3 separate regions of the Gossypium hirsutum genome follow, and regions 2 and 3 are each linked to region 1. The links are chromatin contacts, called in public Hi-C maps. All regions are on one chromosome and are shown on one strand. The core of a region is the stretch at or near the end of the contact, and the rest is flanking DNA. Distances in the headings are between cores, read along the strand shown.

Region 1 (3,457 bases), core at 54-2,553:
GACTTTTACAATTTAATCCCCGAACCTTAATTAACTATTTTATCGACTAAATTACTTGACCATTCTCTATTATTTTCTCACCATAACTCTGTAAATATTCTTATTTTATATTTACAGACTCGGTTTATGAAAATTAAATATTCTTATTTTATATTTACAGACTCGGTTTACGAAAATGAGATTTCGAAACTACATTATCTTGTACCACTGAAGATCAAATCATTGCACATTTGTCCAAATTCATTCTAGATATATTTGTTAATAAGTTTATATGCTTTTTAACTAAAATATCAGGATATTATTATTTTGAAATTAAAAAATATATAATTTTTTTTAAAAAAAGTTAAAATATATAAATTAATATAATATAAAAAAGTTTTAACATCAAGAGTGAACATTGACAAAAGGTTGTTCAAAATTAATGTAGACATACTTTTTAGTTCTTTTATATATCTATATCTATATATATCTATATATATATATATATTTCTGTAAATTTAGAAATTTTTAGTTCTTTTATATGTTTATATATTTTTATAAATTTATAGATTTTAGATTTTTTATTAATTTATATATTATAAATTTTTATACGTTTTCTAAAATATTGTAATTCTTTTATATTTTTATAAATATATATTATATATATTTATAATAATAAAACCTAAAAATTAATATTTTATAAAAATAGAAATATATATGTGAACTTACTAAAAATATCTCAACAACCATATGTTCATATTCATTCTTGATGTAAAAAAATTATATTTTTTATTAATATATATATTTAAATATCTTTTATTTAATCTATGTTTGCCATGTGGATCAACTTGGATCTCCGACATTGATTATTAGATCAACTTGGATCTAAGATATGTTCTTCTACTTGTGGATGATGCTGATCCACTGTATCGGTTATCGAATCGTTGCTTGGAACTCGTTAACTGAATTTTTAAAAAAATAATTAATAGCATGGTGAATTAAATAAAAAAAATTCAAATAATTTAATGATTTAAATAAAAAATTTTCAAGTAGCTAAAAAATTATTTTATAACTTTTTAAATTTTAGAACTATAATTAAAAAAAAAACAAGCCTAAACGAGTAAAAAGGAAAAATAGTGAGATCAAAATTTCTGTTGATATGCAACCGTTAGCTACACATTAAATTATGGATTGTGAGCCAATCGTTATACTTAGAAAAGGGTATCAATTGTGTGGTGTAAAATTGGACTCTTCTTACTTGGATCAACCTTTCATAGCAATGAACTACTCTAGAAGGACAGATGTGAGCTTAAGAATAGATAATTTGAAAACGAATATCATTACATGAAATTTAAAATGTGTAACACAGTTGCTGGAAAAGCAAGTTTATAAACACTCCAAAATAGTCCACATTTGTTTGATAATTGAAAGAGAAGAATTCTCCAACACTTGTAAACTAAAATCAGTCTCTATTTATTGACATAAAAATACCATGACTTTTCTTCTATGCTGGCTCTTGTTTTTGTTTCAGACATGGAAAGTAAATTGGAGACTCACGTAGTACTGTTATCAAGCCCTGGTTTAGGCCACCTTACTCCAGTCCTGGAGCTTGCAAAGCGCCTAGCCACTCTGTCTAATTCCAAGGTAACCATCTTCGTTGTTCCTTCACTATCAGCCGCAGAATCTCTGGTAATCCAATCGTTTATGAGCCTGAACCTATGTCGAATCATCCTTCTCCCACCACCCGATATTTCTCACCTTGTCCATGCTGATGCCGCGGTGGTTACTCGAATAGTTGTTATTATGCGTGAAATTAAACCAGCTTTTTCATCTGCTGTCTCTGCTTTGAGTGTCCCTCCAACACTTCTCATTGTTGATTTATTCGGATATGAAAGTATGGACATCGCCGATCAATTTAAGATTCCCAAGTTTGTTTACATCCCCTCGCATGCATGGTTTCTTGCTTTGACTTTATATCTTCCGGTTCTCGATGAGGTTGTCAAGGGAGAGTACGTTGATGAAAAGGATGCTTTGTTTATCCCCGGATGTAGGCCTCTTCAACTTGAAGATGTAGTAGATCCAATGTTATGTCGATCTGATCAACAATACTTGGAATATTTAAATATGGGGATTAAGATCCCAATGGCAGATGGGATTTTGCTTAACACATGGGAGGAGCTGGAACCAGCAACGCTTGAAGCTTTGAGAGATGATAAGCTCTGGGGTGGTATCAGCAAGGCTCCAATCTATCCAGTTGGGCCAATGGTAACAACGCCAAACAGACCAATTGACTCGAACAAAAGTGAAATGTTTCATTGGCTAGACAAGCAACTGAGTGAGTCTGTTTTGTACATATCATTTGGGAGTGGGGGGATATTGACAAAGGAGGAAATGAGAGAGCTGGCTTTGGGTTTAGAGCTAAGCCAACAAAGGTTCATTTGGGTGGTCCGAACACCAGTTGTTGGAAAATCCTGTCATGGGTCATTTTTCACCGTTGGAAATGACTGCAATGATGAAAGATTAGCAGGCTATTTGCCTGAAGGATTCTTGGGCTGGAGCAACAATATGGGACTGATAATCTCTGATTGGGCTCCACAGGTTGAAATTTTGAGGCATCAATCAGTTGGGGGATTTTTGTCGCACTATGGGTGGAATTCGACCTTAGAAAGTATCACCCATGGAGTACCCTTGATAGCTTGGCCCCTATATGCAGAACAGAGAATGAATGCTACTTTGTTGGTAGAAGAGCTGAAAATAGCAGTGCGATCCAAAACATTGCCATCAAAGGAAATTGTAGAAAGAGAGGAGATAAAGTTGATGGTGAAAAGGCTAATGGATGATGAAGAAGGGCATGCAATGAGAGCTAGAGTCAAACAACTCAAATTGAGTGGAGAAAAAGCTTGGAATCACAATGGTTCTTCTTTTAAAGCGTTAGCTCAATTAATGCGTTAAGCTTTGCTTTATCTATTAAACTATATTCTGAGTCTCTTAAGAAAACTTGTGCTACTTTTATATGCTTTGGAAGAATAACACACTTTGTACTACTTCTGATTTAGCGAAACACAATTTAATTAAATATAAAAAATATATTCAAACATAAATCATAATGTGTACCAACTTCAAAATTTTAAAATCTCAGCTTCTACTGATAATACTAATACAGTATCTAAAATTAAAATTGAAGTTACAAATATGTTAGGGTCTTTTTTTTTGATAAAATGATAAATTTTGGATTCTAATGTCAATTAAATTCAATTTTAAACTAAGTTGAATAAGTAACTTTAAATAAGTATGACAACGAAGGTAAATAACTAAGATTGACAATATAAATATCATATTGGTGGACATTTCTGTAACACCCATATACCCGAGTCAAATCAATAATCCAAGTGAAAGGGTGTCACGTTTCAGGACTTATACATGACTTAAACACAACTTGTTTTCAAAGCATTTTACTAACTACTTAACACTTTCATTA
Region 2 (3,436 bases), core at 536-3,035, 190 kb before region 1:
CTAAGCCACAGTGCGGGTAACTCTGAATCTGGCGCTTTGGCGCATACTGGTTTAGCAGCTAAGTTGCGACTTTGTAAACGTGTCAGATAGACACTCTATGGTGTATAGGGTTGGATAGGCATTGAACACCCTAATAGTGTGTTGGGATGGCTGAAAATGGTGTATAGAGGTTAGGTGTAGAAAAACTTGCATATGAAATTGATCTGTTCTGTAAATGAAACTGAGACTGCTTCTGCTTCTGTAATTGAATTGTTTTGTATCTGAACTGGAATGACTTTTGTTGCTTAATCAAATCTCAGGAATTTGAGAATGCTCTTTCAATTGTATTACACATGAATGAACCTCTTTTATGTACTGAGTTCACAACTCATTATTTTCTAATTGAATTGTAGGTGGTTCACAGACTTGAACGGGTCGGCGCTGCGAGAGCTCGGTCAAGCTTTTATTTTTCTTTTAAGTATTACTACTAGGAATTTTAGTATTTTATGATGTTATGGTATTTGTGAAGATTTTATGCTTAGTTAATTGTTGTGATGGATATTATGTGATGAATGACTTATTTTGACTGCGTTATAATTGTGGTATTTTTAGTATTGATGATGTAACTCTCCAAATTTGGTCTAGACGTCTAGGCCGGGTTTAGGGTGTTACATGTACTTTGGATCACATGCTAACTCCGGAGCGACAATAGGTTCACTAGTAGGTAAGAAATCATACCGATTATTTCACATGTTGATATGTTAGGAGTGAAATACCGACCAATTCTCATCTGACCGCCGCAAGTTGATAGGATGCAAATAATCAAGGTCTTGAGGAGCCACGTGAATCAACTGCCGGAATCCGAACTACCGCAATGCTTTATTGGTCTTGTGCATCTCGACGGTAGTGTACACTACCAATGGATAAAAAAACATTAGTTATATATATACTACTAAATACAAAATCCACTACGTTAATATTATATAGTTCGAATTTAAATAAATAGATACCTCATCTTCTGGTCGTTGGTCTAATAGAAGCCGTATATCTTGAAGCTTAGTAGGTAATCCTATGGACTTAGCCAACGGTTCCATCTATTTAAAAAACTTGTTAGCACAATAATTTTAATTTTAATTTTATTCAATTTTATTTTGGTAATATCTAATGAATTTTACATTGTTATGAGTGGGAATGTATACGGGTAGTTCACTCGAGGACACAAAAATGGAAATCAGTACCACGCTCATGATTGCAATAGTAAAATGTAACTACCAATTTTGATTTTTCGTGATTGTTTCACCCGACACATATCTCGGTACAATATCACAAACACGGCGGACCCCCAACTGAGTTCGTCCGCTCCTTTAAAATTAGTCATTGGGTGAAAAATGCGTCTAACTAGAAGCATTTTTTATAAACGCTTTCGGCTGGAAGCATTTTACTAGTAACATGGCAGAAAGCGATTTTAGCTGGAAACGTTTTTCTACATTTCACCTAAAAACACTTCCAACTAGAAGTGTCTAAAAATCGGCATATTTTGATAATTTTATAAAGTCTGTTATATATGTTGAATTGTTAATTTAATTTGGTTGTGATTTCAAATTTGGGTCAGAATTCCCAAGTTTCGACCTTTTAACCCTTATCACAAGCCATGGCAAATGGCAGATGCGACCTCAGAGTTAGACCCGTAATAATTCAAAGGGCGCGATCCAGCCGTTGAAGACATGATTTGTCAAAGATCTCGCATGCAGACCAACTGTTCGTGTTTTTGTCATCGCAAAAAACCATGACCCAAAGCTAGCTTGATGATTATTTCCCAGTCTTTCCATTTTGATAAAATTGCAATGATTTTTGAACGATTCTCGCCTTCTAAAAACCTGTTTAGCCTCCTAAACCAACAAGTTCGCTCCTTTGCACGCGACCCATTCCCCAACAAACTTACTCATTACCTTCACCGAGCCAAGCTCATTGACTCAATCCGACTCGCTCTCCGTTCCAACTCTCCTAACTCACTCAACCCTCTTCTCCAAACTCGACTCCTTGACTCCTTCGTTGTTGCTAACGCTTTTCGTTCTGCTCCTTCAGCGGACTCTGCCATTTCTTTCTTTGAAAACCTTAAGCAAGTTCCAAACTTTGCGCATTCACAGAATACTATTTTTGCTTTTGCTACTGTTCTTGCTAAGTTCAAGCGAAAGGTGGAACTCAAGGCCCTGATCGGTGACGCTAAAGATAGAAAATTTAACAATGTTAAAGCCAGTTTCATGAACCTTTTGTTTTGGTATTCTACTGCTGGGGACCTTCAAAAAGTTTTGGAAACATGGGAAGAGTATAGGAATGAGGAAAATCGCCTATCAACAGAGGCTCACAACATTGTCATGGGGCTTTATGCTAAAAAGGATATGAATTTTGAAGCCGTGGAAGCTTTTCGAGGTATGATTGATCAAGGAGTGATTCCAAATTCCAGGACTTACACGATTTTGATAGAGCATCTTGTAAGGTTAGGGAAGTTGGATGCCGCTATGGAAGTGTTCACTGTGTTGCCTTCAATGAGAATAAAGAGGACTTTGAAACAGTTTCTGATTTTGGTTGAAGGGTTTGTTGGTGGAGAACGGTTTGATGTGGTGAAAAGTTTGCTTAAAGAAATGAGGGAGGATGGGAAACTTCCTGGACGGGCAATGCGAATATATTTGGAACGAATGAAGGAGGCAGGGTTTGCTGGTGAGACGGATGAGTTTCTTGTAGAAATGTTGCCTGATGGAAGGATCAAGAGTGTAGGTTCTTGTGAGGATAGTAGTGACGAGGATGAGGATGAGGATGGTGACGATGATGTAAATGAGGGAGTTGATGTTCATACGGTCAAACTGAAACCATGGTTGGATCCAAAAGCTTTGGCAAATGCCTTAAAACAATGGAGTCCTGAAGTGGTAACTATATTAGAAGATGCTAAATTTGTGTGGACTAGTAGGTTGGTTTGCAAAGTTCTGAGGAATTTCACTTCACCTGAGACAGCTTGGAATTTCTTCTGTTGGGTAGCTTCTCAGCCAGGATTCAGTCATGACATTTACACAGTGCAAAGAATGATGACTCTACTGGCACGCCATGGAAATGTTGAATTAGTAGATAAACTTATAAATAAAGTAAGGAGGGAGCAAATGATATTGCCTTTCAGCACCATCAGGTTGCTTGTTGAATTCTATGGCATTTCAAAGAATGCTGATGCTGCCTTGAAGGTCTTCCGCAATGATAGAACTCTCTGTGGTCACATATCAAGGTTCAATCTAATGCTTTTATATTCTTCTCTCTTGAGGGCATTAACAAAGTGTCGTAGGAATACAGATGCCCTGGATATACTTGATGAGATGATTCTAAATGGTATTTGCCCAGATATCCAGACATTTTCTGGGTTGATATATCACTTTGCACTACAGGGGGATATCAAAACTGTTCAGCAGCTCTT
Region 3 (3,159 bases), core at 71-2,570, 250 kb after region 1:
TATGTTAAAGTAAAGTCTTGAAATTGATGCTCAAATTAAGTTAGCTTTAGTGTCCAATTGTAACATCTTTTGCTCATGATGTACTAGTTTGTCCCGGGTAAGGGGTGTTACAGATTCATTTCAGTAGGAGCATAATTTTTTAAGTTGATAAAAAAATAGTTTAGACTAGGATTTTTAACATGTTGACATTTTAGGATAGTGTTCTTTTTGTTGTAATTGTTAAATTAACTAATGTTTTGAGTAATGAGGTGTTTGTGACTTATCTTTATAACTTCTTTAGAGGTTTTTATATGAAATAGAAGTTACATTGATTAAGAAAAAATAATATTTTATGGAAAAACTTTTGAAGAACATTACAAATAAAAGAGGGACCTGAGTTCGACTTGCACCCTCTCATGCCCGTAAACATATATATTAGTATGATTTTTTATCACGCTTCGCATATTTTTTTTAACTAAATTATAGATTAAAATTTGAAGATTAAAATATACTTCAAGTCTCTTTACTCTTCGTGTATTTAGAATTTAATCTTCATACTTTTATTTTTAAGAATTTAGTCCCTCTACTTTTTGAATTTAAAAATTCAAGTCTAATTGTTAACACCATTAAATTCTTTTGTTAATTTCACTTGAATGGTAATTTAAAAATACAAAAAAAATACTTACCCATATAACAAAAAATATATATTATAATTAATGTAAACTAAAAGTTAACTATTCTTAAAAGTTACATAATTTTAATCTAAATAAAGGGTTTAGGCTATGAATGGCCTATTAAAATTTGATGATTGTTATAATCTATAAAAAAGACTTTGCACATTCATACTCTGCCACATTTACTCTGTCTCTCTCTCAAAATAAGATAAGAGCAACACGTGCCTAGGTAGGAAGGTCCAAAGCGCTTATATATAGGTTATAGATCATAGATATTAATGCATAATGGACCAAACATTTATTTATTTTTATTATAGATATTAATATATAATAAGCCAAACATTTATTTTAAAATAATTTAAATTAAAATTTGAAATAAAACAAAACCAAATAAAAATACCACATGCCATGTGACTTGAAAGTAAACAACATGATACTAATAAAAATGATGGAATTATTTAATACGAATGTTTAAATTAAAATTTTTATTTTTAAAGTTTAAAATAAAAAATTAAATAATTAGTTATAGAATTTATCCTTTTTTTATTTTCGGCCATGTTGATTTAAATAACATTAAATTCGGAAGTTTTCCAATTTTTTTATAAATCGAGTTTGAACGGGTTGGATCCCATTTGTGCACTCTCTAAATCCTATAATATCCTATGACGAATGAACTGGACCTCCTATCTATAAATAAGACACCAACGAATGCAGTGCACCGCCACTCTTAAACTTACCCCATCTTAACTGATTCTCTTCCGTTAGTATCAAAGTTAGTTTGCGGACCAGCATTCCATGGAAACCACAATGTCTCATATAGCTCTCCTTGCAAGCCCTGGAATGGGACACTTGATCCCAGTGCTGGAGCTTGCCAAGCATCTTGTTTCCCATCAAAGCTTCAAAGTTACTGTCTTTGTTGTGGCAACCGACCATGCCTCACTCGCAAACACCCATCTACTTGAATCACCAGCAGACTCTGGTGATCTCCTTGATATTGTTTTACTTCCTTTTATTGACGTTTCCGACATAGGTGGACCCTCTGTTTCGTTTATAGCAACAATAGTGACAACGGTGCTACGGTCTATGCCGTTTCTCAGATCTGAAATCTCTAAGATGGAGTTTCGCCCCACAGCTCTAGTTGTGGACTTGTTCGGAACTGATGCTTTGGAGATTGCGGATGAATATAATATGTTAAAGTTCGTATTCATAGCTTCTAATGCATGGTTTCTTGCAGTTATGTTGTGTACTCTGGAGATTGATAGGAAAGAGATCGATGAGCATGTTAAGAACCGTAAGCCACTGCACATTCCGGGTTGCAAGCCCATTAAGTTTGAGCATAACCTCGAAGTTTTTTTCATGGATGCCAACGATCCATTTTACCAAGGATATGTTGAAGCAATCAATAAAATGTCTTTGACTGATGGCATTTTGGTTAATACTTGGGATGAACTTGAACCCACAACTCTTAAAGCCTTGAGAGAGACAAAGAAGGTACCCATTTACCCCATCGGTCCACTGGTGAGACCAATTGAAAAGTCGGCTTTTGGTAACGAAATAATAGCTTGGCTCGATAAGCAACCGAAACAATCAGTTATTTACGTGTCGTTTGGGAGCGGCGGAACCTTATCTGCCCAACAAGTTAAAGAGCTAGCTTGGGGGCTGGAGCTTAGCCAACAAAAGTTTGTTTGGGTGCTTCGTCCTCCTATTGAAAATGACGCAGCAGGGACCTTTCTCGCTTTGGGAAATGGATCTGATGCCACCCTAAATTATTTGCCTGATGGGTTTCTGGTTAGGACCCAAGATCGAGGGCTACTAGTCCCTATGTGGGCACCCCAAGTCGAAGTATTGAGTCATCCGTCGATTGGTGGGTTTTTAACCCATTGTGGGTGGAATTCAACCATGGAGAGTATAGTCAATGGGGTGCCGATGATTGCATGGCCTCTTTACGCTGAGCAGAAGATGAATGCTTCGATGTTGACGGAAGACATTGGAGCAAGCATTCGAGTGATGGCGGTAGAATCAGATGCAGCGGTGGGGAGAGAAGAGATAAGATTGGTGGTTAGAAAAATATTGGTGGATCGTCAAGGACGAAACATACGATCAAGGATTAAGGAGCTAAAAGATAGTGCGGAAAATGCATTGGCCAAAGGTGGTTCGTCTTATAATTCCATGTCCCAAGTTGCAAACATCTGTATTCAGCACCTGAAAACAAAGGCTTCTGGGGCTTGATCATGTTTTAATGTTTTAAATAAACACATTGTCATGTACGTATAAATTATGAACATGAATAAATTCGTTTAAGGTGAATTCTGGTAAGTTTATAGTTGAACCCAATACTCCTTTTTTAACTTTTTCTGTCCAATTCAAAACTTTACATGGTAAATAGGAATCCTATTCAAGCCCCATTCCATACTCTATTCCAATGAATGACCCATTCTTTTCTTTTTACATCCGAGGCTGTATTGACTATCTGAGGAGACCAAAGAATGCTATCACTGGTCTCCAA

The links. Hi-C and Micro-C count contacts between places; a contact is called where the count stands out from the background.
Region 2: a Hi-C map of leaf shows a contact between it and region 1, with 1.8 times the contacts expected there. The contact joins the promoter of LOC121211341 here to the promoter of LOC107926612 in region 1. A contact is called at or near these places in 2 of 34 Hi-C or Micro-C datasets (callus and leaf).
Region 3: a contact with region 1 is called in a Hi-C map of leaf, with 2.1 times the contacts expected there. The contact joins the promoter of LOC107920494 here to the promoter of LOC107926612 in region 1. A contact is called at or near these places in 3 of 34 Hi-C or Micro-C datasets (callus and leaf).

Annotation. Positions count from the first base shown.
Region 1 is chrA12:16,409,693-16,413,149 of Gossypium_hirsutum_v2.1, reverse strand. It overlaps LOC107926612 (anthocyanidin 3-O-glucosyltransferase 5), which reads left to right and starts at 1,303. Exons shown (of 1, transcript XM_016857508.2): 1 at 1,303-3,023. The coding sequence starts at 1,486. The coding sequence ends at 2,931.
Region 2 is chrA12:16,603,782-16,607,217 of Gossypium_hirsutum_v2.1, reverse strand. It overlaps LOC121211341 (pentatricopeptide repeat-containing protein At5g66631), which reads left to right and starts at 1,785. Exons shown (of 3, transcript XM_041084055.1): 1 at 1,785-3,436. The coding sequence starts at 1,785.
Region 3 is chrA12:16,164,685-16,167,843 of Gossypium_hirsutum_v2.1, reverse strand. It overlaps LOC107920494 (UDP-glycosyltransferase 72E1), which reads left to right and starts at 1,320. Exons shown (of 1, transcript XM_016850236.2): 1 at 1,320-2,969. The coding sequence starts at 1,449. The coding sequence ends at 2,882.